2 separate regions of the Danio rerio genome follow, and region 2 is linked to region 1. A link is a contact called in public HiChIP or PLAC-seq data. All regions are on one chromosome and are shown on one strand. Each heading gives the region's core, a stretch centred on a gene start, on an enhancer-like site or on the middle of the called end of the contact. The rest is flanking DNA. Distances are from core to core; before and after follow the strand shown. Region 1 holds the start of sdhdb (succinate dehydrogenase complex, subunit D, integral membrane protein b). Region 2 holds the start of sik2b (salt-inducible kinase 2b).

The links. HiChIP or PLAC-seq counts read pairs in DNA pulled down with a chosen protein or histone mark.
Region 2: an H3K4me3 HiChIP or PLAC-seq map of embryo shows a contact between it and region 1, with 4 times the contacts expected there. The contact joins the promoter of sik2b here to the promoter of sdhdb in region 1. A contact is called at or near these places in 2 of 4 datasets of contacts at active chromatin or transcription factors (caudal fin and embryo).

What each region holds. Positions count from the first base shown.
Region 1 is chr15:24,154,150-24,159,146 of GRCz12tu, forward strand. sdhdb (succinate dehydrogenase complex, subunit D, integral membrane protein b) reads right to left here and starts at 3,302. Exons shown (of 4, transcript NM_001004004.2): 1 at 3,230-3,302; 2 at 2,578-2,688; 3 at 1,883-2,033. The coding sequence starts at 3,278. It also overlaps a transcript of nkapd1 not described here.
Region 2 is chr15:24,299,426-24,304,476 of GRCz12tu, forward strand. It overlaps sik2b (salt-inducible kinase 2b), which reads right to left and starts at 2,698. Exons shown (of 15, transcript XM_691233.10): 1 at 2,292-2,698. The coding sequence starts at 2,432. The region is part of intron 1 of LOC137487746 (a long non-coding RNA gene); the gene reads left to right.

The DNA of each region.
Region 1 (4,997 bases), core at 2,052-4,551:
GGTAGAACCAACAAACTATAGGCATGGGCCGTTATCATTCTAAATAATCATCATGTGATCAGCTAAGAACTTTCTTGACATTTATAAGTGCATCTCCAATATGTGCGCATGTGACCCTAATGTAACCAACTAAAATTAGAAGTGTGGCCTTGCGTGCTTATGCCTAAGGCGAGGATAAATCCTTACATAAAGAGTTTTACAGCCACCTAGGAATTAACTTTAAAGACAGTGCCATTTTGCATGAGAAACTATTTTATTGAATGATGCTCAGCTATACTTAAAATCTGAGCTATCAGTACCCAAAATGCATTTATAATAAGCATCATGTTAAATTAAAACTTGACCTGCCATATTTTCTAGAAAGCAAAACAAACTAGACTACTGACCTGTTGTTTACGCCTGCCTGGTATTAAGATGCATTTATGTTAATTTGTTTAGAAGTGGACAACAGCAAACACAGATGTAAAGATTTTAAGAAAGTCGAAAATACCTTTTCAATCATTTGGTCACAAAAGACCAGATACTCTTAAGCAATTGACCTAGTTCTTATACATCATGGGAGATGTTGTGGATAACATATGTCCATTTCTAAAAAAAATATATATATACGGACATGATATGTGCTTTGCTGTCTGAAGTTGTAATTTGGTTTGAAATAGAAACCAGTCCTGATTCTAACACAAACAAACCCACACAGACTGTGAATTTTTGCAGCTACCAGAGCATAAACAAAAGCTACTTTCATTGTTTAGACTTATACCACAAAAAAAACATTATTATGGCCCGTGCAGACTGTGACAGTTATTGCAAATGATTATTGGTGACATTTAACACCTCATGACTAAAAGCATGCAGCCAAAGAACCAGTCATAAAAGCATCATTTAATGTCTTGAGCTCTTCTTTTTGTTTTTTATTGCACTACATCAGGGGTGGCCAACCCTGTTCCTGGAGAGCCACCTTCCTGCAGATTTCAGTTGCTACCAATATCAAACACACCTGAACCAATTTATTAGGACCTGAACACCACGTGATAATTACAGGCAGTAGTGTTTGATATGGGTTGCAACTGAAATGAAATCTGCAGGATGGTGGCTCTCCAGGAACAGGGTTGGCCACCCCTGCACTACATTATAAACTGGACATCCAATGAAAGTTTTGTTCATTTGCCTTGCTGAGGTTACAGTAAAACATGACTTGGTGGAGCACAACACAAAACCATCTAGTCGAGCACAAAAGAAACTGCTGATCAAATAGGATTTGATGGCAAATTTAATTTTAAAACTTGCAACTTTTTCCCTTAAAACTTTTGACATGTGTGCTGTAGTAGAGGAGATAAAAGTAAAAAAGCTCATGATGAAGACCATGTGGGTCAAAACTTTGTTACATTAAAACATTTTTGAGAGCTAAAGTGGCAGTGTGCCGGTTTTCTTTGATCTTTTGCCACTGTGTTTGTTTTTGATCAAGCCCCTGCCTTTGAGAATCCTAGATGCGCGCACATTCCTGTTTGTTGGTTGCTTAATAACATTTCGTCACCTTAGAAATATAAGGTTCTATCTGCGTTCTGAAGGATTTTGAGATATTGAGCTTCAAAGTTTTTGCATTCCATAGCAAAGAGTATGTGTGAAGCATTTGTTTTTTAAACAGAAAGTCTTAAAATGTGAACAACTTATAAAAAAACATCCCATAATGTAAATAAGTTGTAATTTAATAAGAATATGTCAATAACTCAATTTTGACAAAAATGTCAGATAAAACCTTATAATTCTACGGTGACGATTTATGGACAATCTTTTTTACCTTTCAAGTTTCAGAAAATAAAGCAAGAGAGTAGAATAAAATATCATCAAGCAATAGTAACATTTAAAAACAAAAATGTTTTACCAGTGACCATGTAGAGTAAGTGCAGCTGCTAAAGAGTAGTCAACAGCAGGGCTGGGGCAAAAATACGCAACAGGTGCCAGGCTCAGAAGAGCTATGCTCAGGATCCGCTCTCCAGTCCAGTGCATGGTTGCAGCTTTAGACCCAGAACCCGCTTAATAAAAACAAACAAATATATAACATCAAAATTTTTGTCAAAGCAAACTCTATGCAGTTTAATAACTTAACCACAACAAAGGAACAAAATAGTTATTTAAACTATCTTAAGCACATCCTGATACACTGGCCTATACTGAATAGGTTGTGCTGGGTAAGCCAAAGAAAAAGAAATTGCCCTTTGAGCTTTACTATATTTAGTCTATAGCTCTGTTTTACAACAGTTTCATTCCAAACCATTCTGTTCTTCACAAGTGGTCATATCTTATTCTGTACAAAAATGGACTGTTCAGACATTCAGAACTATTCAAAACGTATCCGTCTACTGTTATACTGCAGATGCACATGAATCCTCGTATACTTTACTATCATGAAGAAAAGAGTTACACATATAAATGTAATTAAATATTACAAGTCTCTAGTCCAAATCGACAGCACCACCAATTATATAGGAGGCTGATAAAACAAATGGAAATAAAACAAGAATCTTGGTCCTCAGTTATGTCGTTGATAATCAAACATTTAAAATGTAAAGCACATACCATAGTTGGAAGGAGTAGCATGTATCCTTGCTGATATCAAGTACGAACAATCATGATCCTTCTGCTGTACGGCCAAAGGTCTGATGAGAGACGAAGGGCGAAATAACAGAGCTGTGGAAAGTAAGAGGAATTTAAAAAAATACAAGCAATACATGAATAATCAAATCATAAAAATATGTAATTTCAAGTACATATTAAGTTATAAATTTAACGTGAATGCATAACTAAAGATGTCAGTTATGTCCATTCAATACTTAGACGGCAGTGCATTTAAAAATCAGCACACATAAATGAATAAATTACATGAATGACATTTATTTACAGCCTTGATAAATACACATATAAGAGCATGACATGCGTGACATTAATATGACGTCATTTTGTGAAAATCATATAACAAGAATGTTTTAGAAACATGTTATACTTAAGTAGTGTGTTAACTAGTTCATTTTAAAAGACGCCAAAATACATAATCATGAAAACTGTTTGACAGGGTTAAGTTAGCATGCTAGCTAGCTACACAGTACGCGTGATGCGATTCACATGAAGCGTTACTGGATACCGATTTCTTTACTTACGACCTCGAGGCTTTAAACAACTGCGACACATGCTGAGCCGAATGCAAGAACTACATGAAAACACACAAACTTACGGCTGACACCTCTATGACAGAGAGAACTTATTCGGACGAGAGCCGCCATGATTCTTACAACCAACCCAAGGTCACTGGAATCACCCGGATGTACAAACAAACACTCACTGGCTGCTGTGATCAACTTAACCTTTTCATTCATCAACAGACAAAACAAAGATTTCTTTATTTTTATTGTACGGAAAATACTATTCAATAAAACATTTACGTTAGCTCTCATGTAAAATAAGCGATTACAATTTGTTTTGGACTTATTGTTTGGATGTTGCCTATAAAATATATTAGCTTAAACAGGTTTATTCAAATTAATTCAAGATACTGCACACATGTTTACTCTGCAAATATTATCAAGCTTATTGTACATTGTTGTTTTCATATTCGTACATGTAAACATTCTGTGGGAAAGAATTTGTATTTATTATGGATAAAACAAATAGGCTAAGTTACAACTTATATTTATGCATATATCGTATAATATTAACACATTCATATTTACGCATCTAAGTCTTTGTAAAACAGCCATTTTGATCAGTATTGATCTTCTTTATTTTTTATTAATGATTCCATTTATGTTTTTAAATTTTTAGTTTGTATAGAGATTTATAGTATTTCTTTTACGTGTTATTAAATTATATATATATATATATATATATATATATATATATATATATATATATATATATATATATATATATATATATATATATATATATATACCTAAAGTGTATATATACCTGAAATAAAAACATAAATGCAGTGAATATAAAGTATGTCTAAAATGGACTGAAGGTTGATTTCTGTGAGTTGTTCTGTAAAGGAATAAGTCATTCATTTGGTTCCCAGATTTTATTTTTCTTTATTAAAACCACTTCATAAATGTAGAGACCCTGTGATTGTATTTGTTCTCAGCTTAATTGAACCAGCTTTAATAGCTTTGTTATGCTAAAAACAATTATTTAGAAATAAATACTTCAGAAATATCAAGTTTAAGTTGTTATCATTTACATCAACTGATTAAAAACATGAAATTATAAATAAATTCTATAAATATATAATACAAATAATTTTACAAGTGTCCCCATGTTGCTGTCAGTCCTGTCACATTTGCATTAAATTTAACATAAAATGTGTGCAGTACACCTTTAAGGTTATGACCATGGAGGAAAAGCTGACAGTGATCAAGGATGCATTCTAGCATTGAATTGTATAATTACATGCTTGTTTTTGTATGTTTTTTTTTTTTGAGGATGACAAGCTCCTCAAGTCAGGCCCTGTCTCATTTTTTATGAGTGAAAATGTACGATTCTGGCATGTCCAACAATTATTATTTGTATTGCAAACATTGAAAACAATTAAATTAATGAGAGCAAGATGGAATAGATTTAATGTGTGCGTAAATAGAATTACTTTTTTTTTAAAAAATCAAAATGTTCATCAGGCGAGGCAGTGGCGCAGTAGGTAGTGCTGTTGCCTCACAGCAAGAAGATCGCTGGTTCGAAGCTCGGCTCAGTTGGCGTTTCTGTGTGGAGTTTGCATGTTCTCCCTGCCTTCGCGTGGGTTTGCTCCGGGTGCTCCGGTTTCCCCAACAGTCCAAAGACATGCGGTACAGGTGAATTGGGTAGACTAAATTGTCCGTAGTGTATGAATGTGTGTGTGGATGTTTCCCAGAGATGGGTTGCGGCTGGAAGGGCATCCGCTGCGTAAAAACTTGCTGGATAAGTCGGCGGTTCATTCCGCTGTGGCGACCTCAAATTAATAAAGGGACTAA
Region 2 (5,051 bases), core at 1,448-3,947, 140 kb after region 1:
CAACTGGGATGATTAAGACTTTTTTGATGCAGTGCATCTGCATAAAATATAATAGATTACAAACATATTTGCAATGCTCAGCATAATTAAGTACACCCTTTTTAAAAATGAATATTTTTATTCATTTCTCTGTTAATATAGAATTGAAAATGAATTTTGGTGCATTTAAACAAAACTGACTTATTACACAGATATATTCACTAAAATATTATTTTATTCACCAAACATATTAAGAAATTGAACAATAATACAATTAAATTTAAGCAAAATATTGCAAAAAAAAAGTACAACCTACAAAATTTCAACAAAATGTTTACTTTTTTTTTTTTTTTTTGCTTCTCTTGATTTTTCCTCTTTTTTTTTTTAAATTTATATTTAATATTTTTCTATAACATATAAATTTGCCTGTACTAGTTTTTGGACCGTTATTGTAAGACATTTTGTTAGACAAGCTCCAGATTTGGCTTCAGTACTAACTAATCTAATGTATATGCACAAATATAATATTCCAAATCATCCTATTAAAAATATGAATCTAAAAGATAGATTTGGAGGGGTCTACTTATATTTGCTGAGCAAAGTGTATATATACACACACACACACACACACACACACATATATATATATATATATATATATATATATATATATATATATATATATATATATATATATATATATATATATATATATATATATATAAAGACAGAGCAAAAATTATATACTGGGAGTGTAACAGTATTTAAGTACAAAAATTGAACAATCGAATGTAAAATAACACGGTCATTGTTGTATAAAAAAAAATATATATATTTATATATTTACCTTTTTATGTTTAATAAAAAAAATCTAGTTCTGCAATGTGACTATAGCGGATATGCACACATTGCATTATTGATGCTCAAACGATATATTGTTCAGCTTTAATCAGAAATACAATGCACCAAAAACAAATATTTACACCAAGAACTAAAATTTCACCTGCAAAGCAACACAACCTACTACAACGCAATGTCACGCAGCTTGATTGTGAAAAACACCATTCAATACAGATTTTATTCACACAATGGAAATATTCGAGCTGGGAACTAAAAATGAATAAATAAACACATTAGAAATATATAAAATATTTTTGGAGACTATGATTCCACGCTGTGCCATGCATTCAGAGCTCAGCAGTGTTTCTTTGCAAGGAATGTGAGACAAACATCAGCTCATATTTTGTGATGAGGCGACATCCATTATCACAAAATCACCCCTGCTGCTTATGCAACCATTGCACAAATGCACAACAGCATGGCCCACATTTGAAGGGCAGTAAACAAGCATCATTTCGAGAGTCTTTTGTCTGTCTTTGACAACTATTATTTTGACACAATTCAAAAGCTGACAATGCCTGCACACCCTGCATATTTCCACTGAGGTGTTAGGCTGCTGGACGTGCATTCATCAATGCATGCAATGCTGCAAACAGGCTTCAGCTATAATTGTGTAGCTTCAGAGAACTGTAGTCGACATGCTTCTGAGCAAAATCAGAAATTAATGGAATTTAATTAATAAAAATGCAAGTGGCTCCTTGATCAAACAAAAATCGATACTTTAAAATATTTGTATTATTTATAAAACAGATTACATTAAAGTGTTCTAAAGAAAAACAGCTACCTGATCAAAATAATAATAAAAATAATAATAATACTGTTATTACTCTGTTATTGGTGACCTATTTCAAGCAAATGGTTAAACACAAATTTAAAAATAAATGAGTCAACTGTAATTAAGTTGTTAAATATTAATTGCAGGTGACTGTGATATTTAATAAAATTATAAAAATTACTTATGTTGACAAAAACGCTTAAAAGTATACATCTTTTAAAGAAAATCTGCTATGAGATAAATCAACACACAACTCTAAGGTTATAGGATATAAAAAAAAACTGCCAATCAGCTTATAATATCTACATCAGATCTGTCAAAATGATTAACAACATAAAAAATACGAATTTAAAAAACGTTAGTGTTATAAATCTTCTCTAAATTAATACACTTCAGGTGCCTCCTTATTCAAACCAGTACCCTGCCACTGCTTAAGAGACAAACAGGTTGTTGTTTATGACCACAGAAAACAAGTTCTCACACAACCAGACTCAAACAACAGCATGATATAACAATCGAGCCAGTGAGTATTGCTCTCTCTCTCTCTCGCTCTCTCTCTCTCTCTCTCCAACTTTGTGTCTAGTAGTTTTTCGGAGCTGCACAGCACGTCTCTGCAGCCGACACAGTCTTCACTCACCTCGGTCTTAGTTATGCGATGCCTAGCCAGTTTCACAACCGCGAAATTGCCCTTTCCGAGAGTCCGCTCGATGTCGTAAAAGCCCACCCGGACGGGACCCCTGAGCGCTGCTGGCTTTTGGTGACAGTCAGCCATGACCATGCTGTTAGTGAAACGCCAGGGTTCGGGGTGACGAGATAGAGACCTGCCGCTGGAGCCTCAAGATAACGAGGCTAAAACGTGTCGAAAATGCCAGCGTGCCTGCCAGGGTGCCCGGCGCCCGTCCGCTCCAGTCTTCAGCAGGACCAGCAAAGCGTGTTGAGGAGTCACGCCAGCTCCTCCGGTACAATAGAGCTCTAATATTTCAGCCGTGTTTGCGAGAGTCCACGAGTTGACTCGCAGGAGGCATCATGTTCTCCGGCTGACGTGAATTGACGTCAGAGCCGAGGGGGGTATTTGTACAGGGGGCGGGGCCTCGAGGCGCTTCCACACTCCGGTGCCAATTCGTTACCAGGACGACCAGAGCCAGCTCTTACGTCAGCGGACAGAGCTCGTTGCCTGTGTTTGCTTGAGCGCGCGGGCTGTGAAAAAAAAGACAAGACTGACAGACTGACTGTGTGAAGTCGAGGAATGACAGGCCGCAGGGACGCTATCTGTGTTTACAGGCTGCTTTTTTGCATTAATAAATCTAGTGCAGCTTACTTGAGCCAGGGAATTTGCATTCTTTGACACGGACGCCTAAAGGCAATAGTCTGCAGGTGAATATGGAATCAGAATTATTAGCCCCCTTTAGTTTCATTCAGTTTCTAAATGTTTAGCACAGCAAGGAAATTTTCACAGTATGTCTGATAATATTTTTTTCTTCTGGAGAAAGTCTTATTTGTTTTATTTTGGCTAGAATAAAAGCAGTGTTTTAATTTCTAAACACCATTTTAAGGACAAAATTATTAGCCCCTTTAAACTACTTTTTAAGGGGCTAATATTTTCTACTTCAACTATATATATATATATATATATATATATATATATATATATATATATATATTCATTCATTTTCTTGTTGGCTTAGTCACTTTATTTATCTGGGGTCGCCACAGCGGAATGACCCACCAACTTATTCTGCATGTTTTTACGCAGCGGATGCCTTTCCAGCCGCAACCCATCTCTGGGAAACATTCACACACACATTCACACACTACGGACAATTTAGCATACCCAATTCACCTGTACCGTCTGTCTTTGGACTGTGGGGGAAACCGGAGCACCCGGAGGAAACCCACGCGAAGGCAGTGAGAACATGCAAACTCCACACAGAAACGACAGCTGAGCCGAGGTTCCAACCAGCGACCTTCTTGCTGTGGGGCGCCTACTGCGCCTACTATCACCTACTGCGCCACTGCATCGCCACTTATTGTATGTAGTTTCAAAATAAATTATTACTCCATTATCACTTTTATCACTATTACATTAATAATAATATTAATAATTAATATTAGAGTGAATTCTAAAGGATCTTGTGACTGAAGACTGCATAATGAAGCTGAAAATGCATCATTAATATCACTTGAACTGTTCTTTTATAGTGCAATAACATTTTATAATTTTAATTTGTACGGCATTTTTGATGAGATAAATGCAGCCTTGGTGAGCAGGAGAAGTTTATTTTAAAACATTTAAAAATCCTACTGACCCCAAAACATTTTACCGGTAGTGTATATCACCTCACTTTCCCACATGATTACATTACTGTATAGGTTGCGGTGCTTTAGTTAATGTGAATTAATGTATTTACTAACATGAACAAACTATGAAATATGGGATGTTAACAGTTTTCAACTGTGGAATATATGCTGCTGTTTGGAAAAGTCAAGGTTTTAAAACCACCAAAGTTTTCTGGTATACCATTCCTGCGCTAAATTCTCAGAAATTAAGGTACAGGAGGTGTCACTGGGGTGGTACCTTTTCAAAGATGCATATTTGTACCCAAAGACTCCACAGTGGTTCCTTAAAGGTGCATATTCGTCCCCAAATGTATCAATAAAAAGTACTTATTATGAACCATTCAGGCACAAATATGTACCTTTTGAAAAGGTACTGCCCCAGTGACACCACCTGTACCTTTATTTCTGAGAGTGTATGTGTAAGATTTAATATATACATTTTTCTTAGTTTTTAAGGACAACAGCACCTCTAGCAGAAAAAGATATCCAAATATGTCATTTTAAATTAAAAAGAAATGTTTTTGAAACAAATGAAGACAGCAAAAGTCAATGATTTGAATTATTTAGCCTGACATGTTTACTGGTCCAAAATATTTTAAATGTTTCTCAAAAATATTTTATGCTCAAAGGGTAAAAAAGCAGTAATCACAATACTTTGACACCATGATATTTTTTTTTACAAGGTTATCATACCGTCAGAATCTTATACTGGCCCATGTCTACAATGAATAATGCAGTTATTACAGTATCAGCAAATGTTAGCTAATGGTAATACAGTTGTTCATTGTCAGTTTAACTCACAGTGCATTAACTAATATTAACAAAAACAACATTGGATTTTAATAGCGCATTAGTAATTGATGAACTATGATTAATAAATGCTGTACAGGTATTGTCTGGTATTAGTTCATGTTAGTAAATGGATTAACTTATAAATGTGTGACCACATTCTAGTAATTACTAAATATATTTAAATTAATTTAATAATTACTTAATTTATTTAAATAGCAGTTTTACTGATTAGTTACTAATAAGTTACATTATTACAATTCGTTCATGC